Linked DNA regions of Anas platyrhynchos: region 1 is linked to region 2. A link is a contact called in public Hi-C data. All regions are on one chromosome and are shown on one strand. Each heading gives the region's core, a stretch centred on a gene start, on an enhancer-like site or on the middle of the called end of the contact. The rest is flanking DNA. Distances are from core to core; before and after follow the strand shown.

Region 1 (3,364 bases), core at 494-2,993, 67 kb before region 2:
GTCCTGAGGCCGTGCCTACTCTCCTCGCCTCCAAATGTTCGTGCAGTGCCTAGATCCTGTCAGATGGTGCCCAAAGGCCCCCATTACTTAGCTTGTGTTCCTGTTGCAGAGCAGCCTTGCTCCCTTCTAATAAGCATGCCTGGGCTTCTCTTCTAGAGAAAACAAGCAGAGAGGCGGTGTATGTCCAGGTTTTGGTGCTGGAAGGAGCCCAGATGCCATGAGGGACCCCCAGTCCTGTCCTCCCAGGCGTTTGGACATGCCCTCACACCTCCAGTGCAGAAGTGTCCAGTGCCTGTTTCCCCAGCCTCACATCACGGTTTCAGTTCCTCAGATGTGACAGCCTAAACCCCACCTCCTCTCAAGTCCATTCCCTTCCCCATCCCATTCTTGCTTCTGTCCTCACACACCTGGTTTGGGCTGCCATAAGGCGGCTCGTGTCAGCTCCGTCGCTCTCGCTCTTTGCCCAGTCCCAGCCTGCTCCCTGGTCCCACCACCCCCAGTTCTTCCATGAGCTGCCTCCTCTCATCATCCACTGCCTGCCCGACCACCTGCCACAGCCCAGCTTCCACCTTTCCTAGGCATGGCGAGAAGTCCTGTCCATTGTCCCAGTCTCTTGTACTAGAAAGTGCCAGGACGAATATCTGAAACTAGATAAAACTTCAAAGAACAGAAATACGTTCCAGTAAGAGAACTGTCAGGTAATCTCTGTACTAGGTGGCATCATCAACTGAGCTCGACAATGTTATTTAAATTATAAGTGATATTTTTTATTTTACATATATTAATTTTTTTAAAGGTTTTCCAGTTGCAAAACATAAATTGATAGATAATATATGTTGGATAGGTACCAACAATACCATAATCATTCATTATGGGTCTCGGAAAGGAAGTGTAGGTTCTGTAACTCTCCTCTTGGTGACCCTTACATTTTCTTCACATCCTCTGCAAAGAGCTCAGACTGCAGCCAAACAAAGGGGAGCAGAGCAAAGTGATGTGCAGTGTGTATCCCCAAATGCTTTGGAGTCATTGGGCTTCTCATCCACTTGGACCCACCTGGAAAGCCAACAAGAGGTCAAATGGGAAAGAGAAGCCCACGAGTCCCTCTTGTAGCAAACCAGACAAAAACTCACACCTACACTATTTTTCTCCATCCCAGAAAGGTCCGTGATTTGCCCATTGCATGGGCAAAATGCAACATTGCATGTTTTTGAAGCACAATTTGAATGCACATTGCATGTTTTGAAGCCTGTGCTCACTCTGCTAGCTGGCCTTCCACCTCTGGTTCTTCTGCAAGAGCATTCATTTCGTGTACACCATACTGCACCTCCATGGCTCCATCAGACCTTTAACAGCCAATTTCAACCCCAAATCCACTATAAGGCAGAAAGGCAGCAGCCTCTCCTTTTCCCAGAAGCCAGCCCCAAATTCTGCAGTAAGCTCTTCTGAACGAGCAAGGAAAGCCCAGTCCGTGTCACCAGCTGGATGACACCAGCATATGAACTGTGTTTCCAAACCAAGTCTGTCGTTTAACATAAAACAAATGTTATTCCTCGCTGCCACAGATTTCCAGCCATTATGGCAGGTCAAACACAGCACTTCCCTATTCCTGCACTTAACAGAGCTGGTTTCCATCTTGTGGTTAAATTTCTCAACCCATTTAAACAATCCCTATCTTGGATCAACATGCTGCTTATCTCCGGGTCCCAGTGGAGAAGTCTTATGACGGTTATTATGTCTGAGTGTGGCTAACTGCTAGCACATCCATCCATCCTCCCCTGCAAATTTCAGCTTGGCAGGCAGCAGCGGTCTTCTTCTCTTCTGCATTTTCCAGCAGCGGCTTGACCAGAGCTAAACCTCTGGAGTATTTTCTTTCTCACTTGTGTATGGCTAAGTGTGGGAAAGAATCACTTCCCCTCTTTGTCATCCAGAAAGTCTGAAGTAGGGTAAAACCCTTCTGAAAACTGTCCCTTTTAGCAAAAGGCATCGACAACTCCTTTGGTAACTAATTCACCTTCCAATTTTTATAAATACAGAGGAAATATACAGAATCTGAAATGCTTTTATGGGTGATTTTTTTTTCTGTCCATTCTGCTGTTCCCTGACTAAGCAGCATTGCCGTGTGCCACCAGACCTTTCCCTTGCCCATGACACGGGTGCTGTCCCCATCCGTGGGCCATGAGTTATTGCCCACGGCCAAACAGCACACAGATAAAGCTAGAGGCGCCCTTCTGCAAGATCATTCCTGGTTTCATTTCTTTTTCTCTTCAGGCTAATACGCTGTGGCTTTCACTTCTCCCCTCCACCACAGCCATCCAAAAACTTTCAGTTTTCATACTCATATGAGGTTTTGCAGACTTCTCCGGACTTCTTTTTCCAAAAAGAAAAGCCTTTACTTTCCATTTGCTACGTAGTTTCCCGTGTAAAGATCCCAGAGGCTGCAAAGAATTCATTTCCAAGAGGAAGTAAATATGCCCTTTTCACCCAGCCTAGCAAACATTGCCAGATGATAGCTTTACAATGGGATTTTATAAAACTACACAAGAGGGGGAATTTTTGCATGACTCAGTGATAAATATTGCAGTGTCAGCCAGTGTGACAACCAACAAGAGAGGTGTCCGAGAGAAAAATGGGGATGTTTGCCGTCAAAGGGGGAGCAGCCAGGCGATGGGACAGGGTGGTCCCAGCCTCAGGCCCCCCACACCAGAGCTGTGCCCCTAGGTGGGAGCTGCCACCACCAGCAGCCATATCCCAAGGTGATCCCACCGAGATTTGTTGGCCTCTCTGTCTTCTCTTAGAGGGAGCAGGGGCAATGTGGAAGTAGTCCTGAAGGAGGTACGTATAACAGAATGTGGGAAGCACTCAACACCAGCCAGCCCAGCCCGCAAAGCCGCTTAATTAATAAATTTTCATTTAAAAAATCATTTAAAATTATTTTGAAATCATGTGAAAAAAAGGGCAGGAGAAAATGGTAGATGCTGACAGCCTCCAAGAGAAGCCTGAGTCATTACTTAACTCCCGTTCCTTAGTGCCCACAGGACTATCTTCTATCCCACCGGCACATTAACATAAGCAATAAAATAAATCACCATAAGCCAGAGCTCTTTCCTGCTGACGGAGCAAATACTGGCATCTAAGTGTTTGGTGAAATGAAGGAGACAGCCTGTCTGAAGAGCATGGAGGGCCAGATCTCACGTGCACATGGTTCCTCCTCCTTCCTCCAGATGTACATTGAACATGCAGCCAGGTGCGTGTCGCTCCCCAGAAAACCCTTCTCTGCCATCCTGGAAAGTTTTTGCAGTGATGAGCTTTGATGCTACAGATGTAAGAGGTAAAACTGACTTGCTTTGCAGGAAAATGCTCAGCC
Region 2 (3,397 bases), core at 739-3,238:
CTTCAGCTTGAGAAGAAAAAATGGCAGAGATCTGAAAAATAATTTGGGAAGTCACTTTCAGGCATTGTTCTTCCTACTTTTTTGAGCTTTTCTGTTAACTGATAGATGTTGCTGAAATCTTTTGCTTCAGTTATGCAGCACTTTCATCAGTACCACATAGTGTAATGTGAGCTGATATGGTTCTCTCACACGAGCATGAAAGAAAAGTCATATAATACACACACGCAGTCCCAGACGATTCTTAAATCCACTCACAGGCTGTTCTGTAATAAATCAATCTGGACTTGGCTGATATCTTTCACACTGCTGGATGTAAGCTTTCTGCCCACTTTTGTTATTTAAAGGTGAGAAAGAAGTTTTGCCTTTCATTGCTTTTTTCTTTTATAGATTGACAAACAGACTTTTCACTGTAACAGAGTTAGGTAGAGATTAATGAGTTTGTATTATCAGGAGATGAATGTCTGACTCCAACAGGATATTTAGGTACTTGCCCATGGACTTGCCCTAGATTTCAAAACTGAAATGCAAGAGATGTGTGCACTTGGCATTAAGGGACATGGTTTAGCAATGGGACTCAGGTCAGGTTGATGGTTAGATCTTGGAGGTCTTTTGCAACCCTGATGATTCTATGAAGATCTGGGTTTAAGTGAACATATCAGTAAAACTGGGAACCTAATTACACAAAAATGGCTTTCAAATGCATAAGATTATCTTTAAAAAAAAAATAGAGATTGCTTTTTGTTAATTTCTTTCATTAATAATGATTTCATTGCTATTTGTGATGGTGGTTCAAGCTCTTTTTCTCCTGATGAGATCCCCATAAATGTTCCAATGCAATGTAGATACAAATACAGTGGACCTATACTGTGCTTTTCCAAGAGCTCTGGAGAGTAAAAGTGATATAAAAATGAGAACTGTAATTTTTGTCTAAGGTGATTCACTGTGATAAAATGAGAAAGCAAAATATCTAACAATATTGAATTTTAATGGTGTTATTGCTTCATGTAATTTCTAAGATTATTGGTTATTAGCAAGCATACTTTAAAGACATATTTCTGTTTCCAAATATACGGGGTAGCTAGTAAACACACAATTAGTGAATGTAAATAATATTCCACTGTTTCCATCAGTGGCTTTAATTTATCTTAAATGACCATCTAATCCAATAGTATCTGTCCCATGTTTGTAGCTGGACTCCAAAACTCTGCATTGTCCCTTCCATAGTAAAATGACAACTTCCACAAAGGCAAGAAACTCATTGACTTCATTATTTAAACAAGTCATTGTTATAATAAATGGAAGTCTCATAACTCTTAACAACAGTGAGTCAGACCCATCTGACCTTTGTGGGTGGGCCTTTGTTATGTCCTCTACGTTTAAGAAAGTACAGTATTGTAATATTATTCACCACATACCAAGAGTTCCATCAAAGGCTGACAATCACAGGAAAAGGCACATCCTCATTTACAGTACTGCTGAAATGCTAAATATGTCCGGTCATATAAAGCCCGATCCTGTGAAGTTTTGGCATCGCCCCTCAATAGGAACTAACAACATCTCCGCTACTCCCTTTCCCTAAGGGATGCCCATTGTGCTCACTCACGGCTCGCAGCCCTTTAGTCCTCTCTCTAAAAAAGCCCTCTCTCTAAAAAATAAAAAAATAAAAAATAAAAAAGGATAACTGGAATGAGACTTCAGCAGAAACAAGTGTTGCTCCCTTAAAATGAAGTGTCTGGTTGGGACAGGGGTGTGAATACATGGTTACCTCGAGGGGAAAGACAGAGATGGGCAATTGCAGAAAGGAGCGCGGTGCCTGCAGCACTGGAGGTGTTCAAGGCCAGGCTGGATGAGGCCCTGGGCAACCTGATGTGGTGGGTGGCATCCCTGCCCATGGCAGGGGGTTGGAAAGAGATGATCTTTGAGGTCCCTTCCATCCCGAGCCATTCTCCGACTCTGCGATGGTGCCGTGCTGCCACCTGCGGGCCCAGCCTCCAAACGGCGGCTCCGTGCTGCTTGCCTGAGAACCAGCAGCCTTGGGAGGATTTTCCCCCAGTGAATGTGGAAATTACCCCCAAAAAGCTGCTGCAGCCATCTGCTCCTGCTGGGAACACGCGATGCTGCAGGCCAGATGCTTCGTGGTCACAGAGAATGGTGGTTGTAGAAACTGTCACAAGCACATCCTTGCTCTGTGTCTTAAGTCCTGTGGAAATACTTTCCAGGTGGAAATTAGCCATGGTGTTCATGCACCAAGAAAATGAAAAAAAAGTTCACAAATCTTACGGTTTTGTTGGGTCTGTGGTTGGGGTCCTGTGCCCACTGGCATCCAAGCCCTCCTATTTACATTTGCTAAATCCCTCCCCTGCTGAAAACTGGGCCCATTCTCTGTGTGCAGGCCTGCTGCTCGCTTCTGTCTGCGAGAGCACAAGCAGCCCGGGGGGGCAACATCTCTTCTCCTAACGCCAGCAGCACCTTTCGGGATGTTTTGACCTTCCTCTCCCCAAAACTGGCTCCACCATGTGGCTAGCTCAGTTACTCTGCAGCTGCTGTAATGTGAGTCATGTCCTTAGCTGCCTGGGGACTGCTTTGCAGGAGCTGACCCAGGAAGGTTGACTGAAGGGGGTTTCCAAGCGCTCATCCTGGCACTCATTTGGAGAAAAAGCCCTATTCAAAGAGGATTTCACATCTTTTCCCACAATTATCTAAGCAATTAAAGCTTGGGGAAATATGGGCAATAGTGGCTAGAATGCAAACAGTTTTTGTTTCTATTTAAAATTTTCAAGATTTGCCAGTCCACAGACTATTGAAAAATCTGCATTTTCCCTCTAAAGATCATAAATCTGCTTTGCTAAAGCTAATTTAAAAATCCCCAAACACTGCCACTCCAGGCAGCGTTCCCCAGAGGCAGTGTGGCCGCTTGCAAGCTGGCTCCCCGGAGCTGTCCTCCTGGCGCTCGCATGCCCAAGGGCTCAGCCAGCTCCACGGCCACCTCGGGGACAAGTGGCGTGGCTTGGCAGCTGCAGGACTGCGCATCTCTCCCCCCACAAAAACAGCACCCAGCAGCAAACAGCTGCCTTCTGATAAATTTATACCACCTTTACAGTGGTTCCTCATCCGTTCTTGAAGTCCTGTTGGAAAGGCAGTCAGCAAGAAATTAATTGCTCTCACAGGCAGCAGTGCCCTCCAGGCCACCACGCCACTAGCCTCCTGCATGGGCTGGTATGTCGATGCTGTGACAGGGAAGATGACATCAAGGAAACATCGCTTTTACAGGGATAGAAAATTTTCAAACTCTCTGACTTATTCCAGAGGAGTGGGCTGAACGCAGAGTGTCCAGCCTGCCTCTGCTGGAGATGTGCAGTCTTGGTGCTGGATCTCATTTTTGTTAAAAAGGTACAAA

What was found. Hi-C and Micro-C count contacts between places; a contact is called where the count stands out from the background.
Region 1: a contact with region 2 is called in a Hi-C map of F1 follicle, with 2.8 times the contacts expected there. The contact joins two enhancer-like sites. A contact is called at or near these places in 5 of 8 Hi-C or Micro-C datasets (F1 follicle, liver, skeletal muscle and 2 more).

What each region holds. Positions count from the first base shown.
Region 1 is chr1:32,794,065-32,797,428 of IASCAAS_PekinDuck_T2T, reverse strand. No RefSeq gene overlaps it. Among named protein-coding and RNA genes, the nearest start is that of SLC38A1, 13 kb to the right of the region's middle. Within about 2 kb of position 1,743, at least 3 of the 8 cell types and tissues checked have an H3K27ac peak or open chromatin away from gene starts, as enhancers often do. A contact at or near this core is called in subcutaneous adipose tissue, where this site is marked.
Region 2 is chr1:32,727,387-32,730,783 of IASCAAS_PekinDuck_T2T, reverse strand. No RefSeq gene overlaps it. Among named protein-coding and RNA genes, the nearest start is that of SCAF11, 11 kb to the right of the region's middle. Within about 2 kb of position 1,988, at least 1 of the 8 cell types and tissues checked has an H3K27ac peak or open chromatin away from gene starts, as enhancers often do. A contact at or near this core is called in subcutaneous adipose tissue, where this site is marked.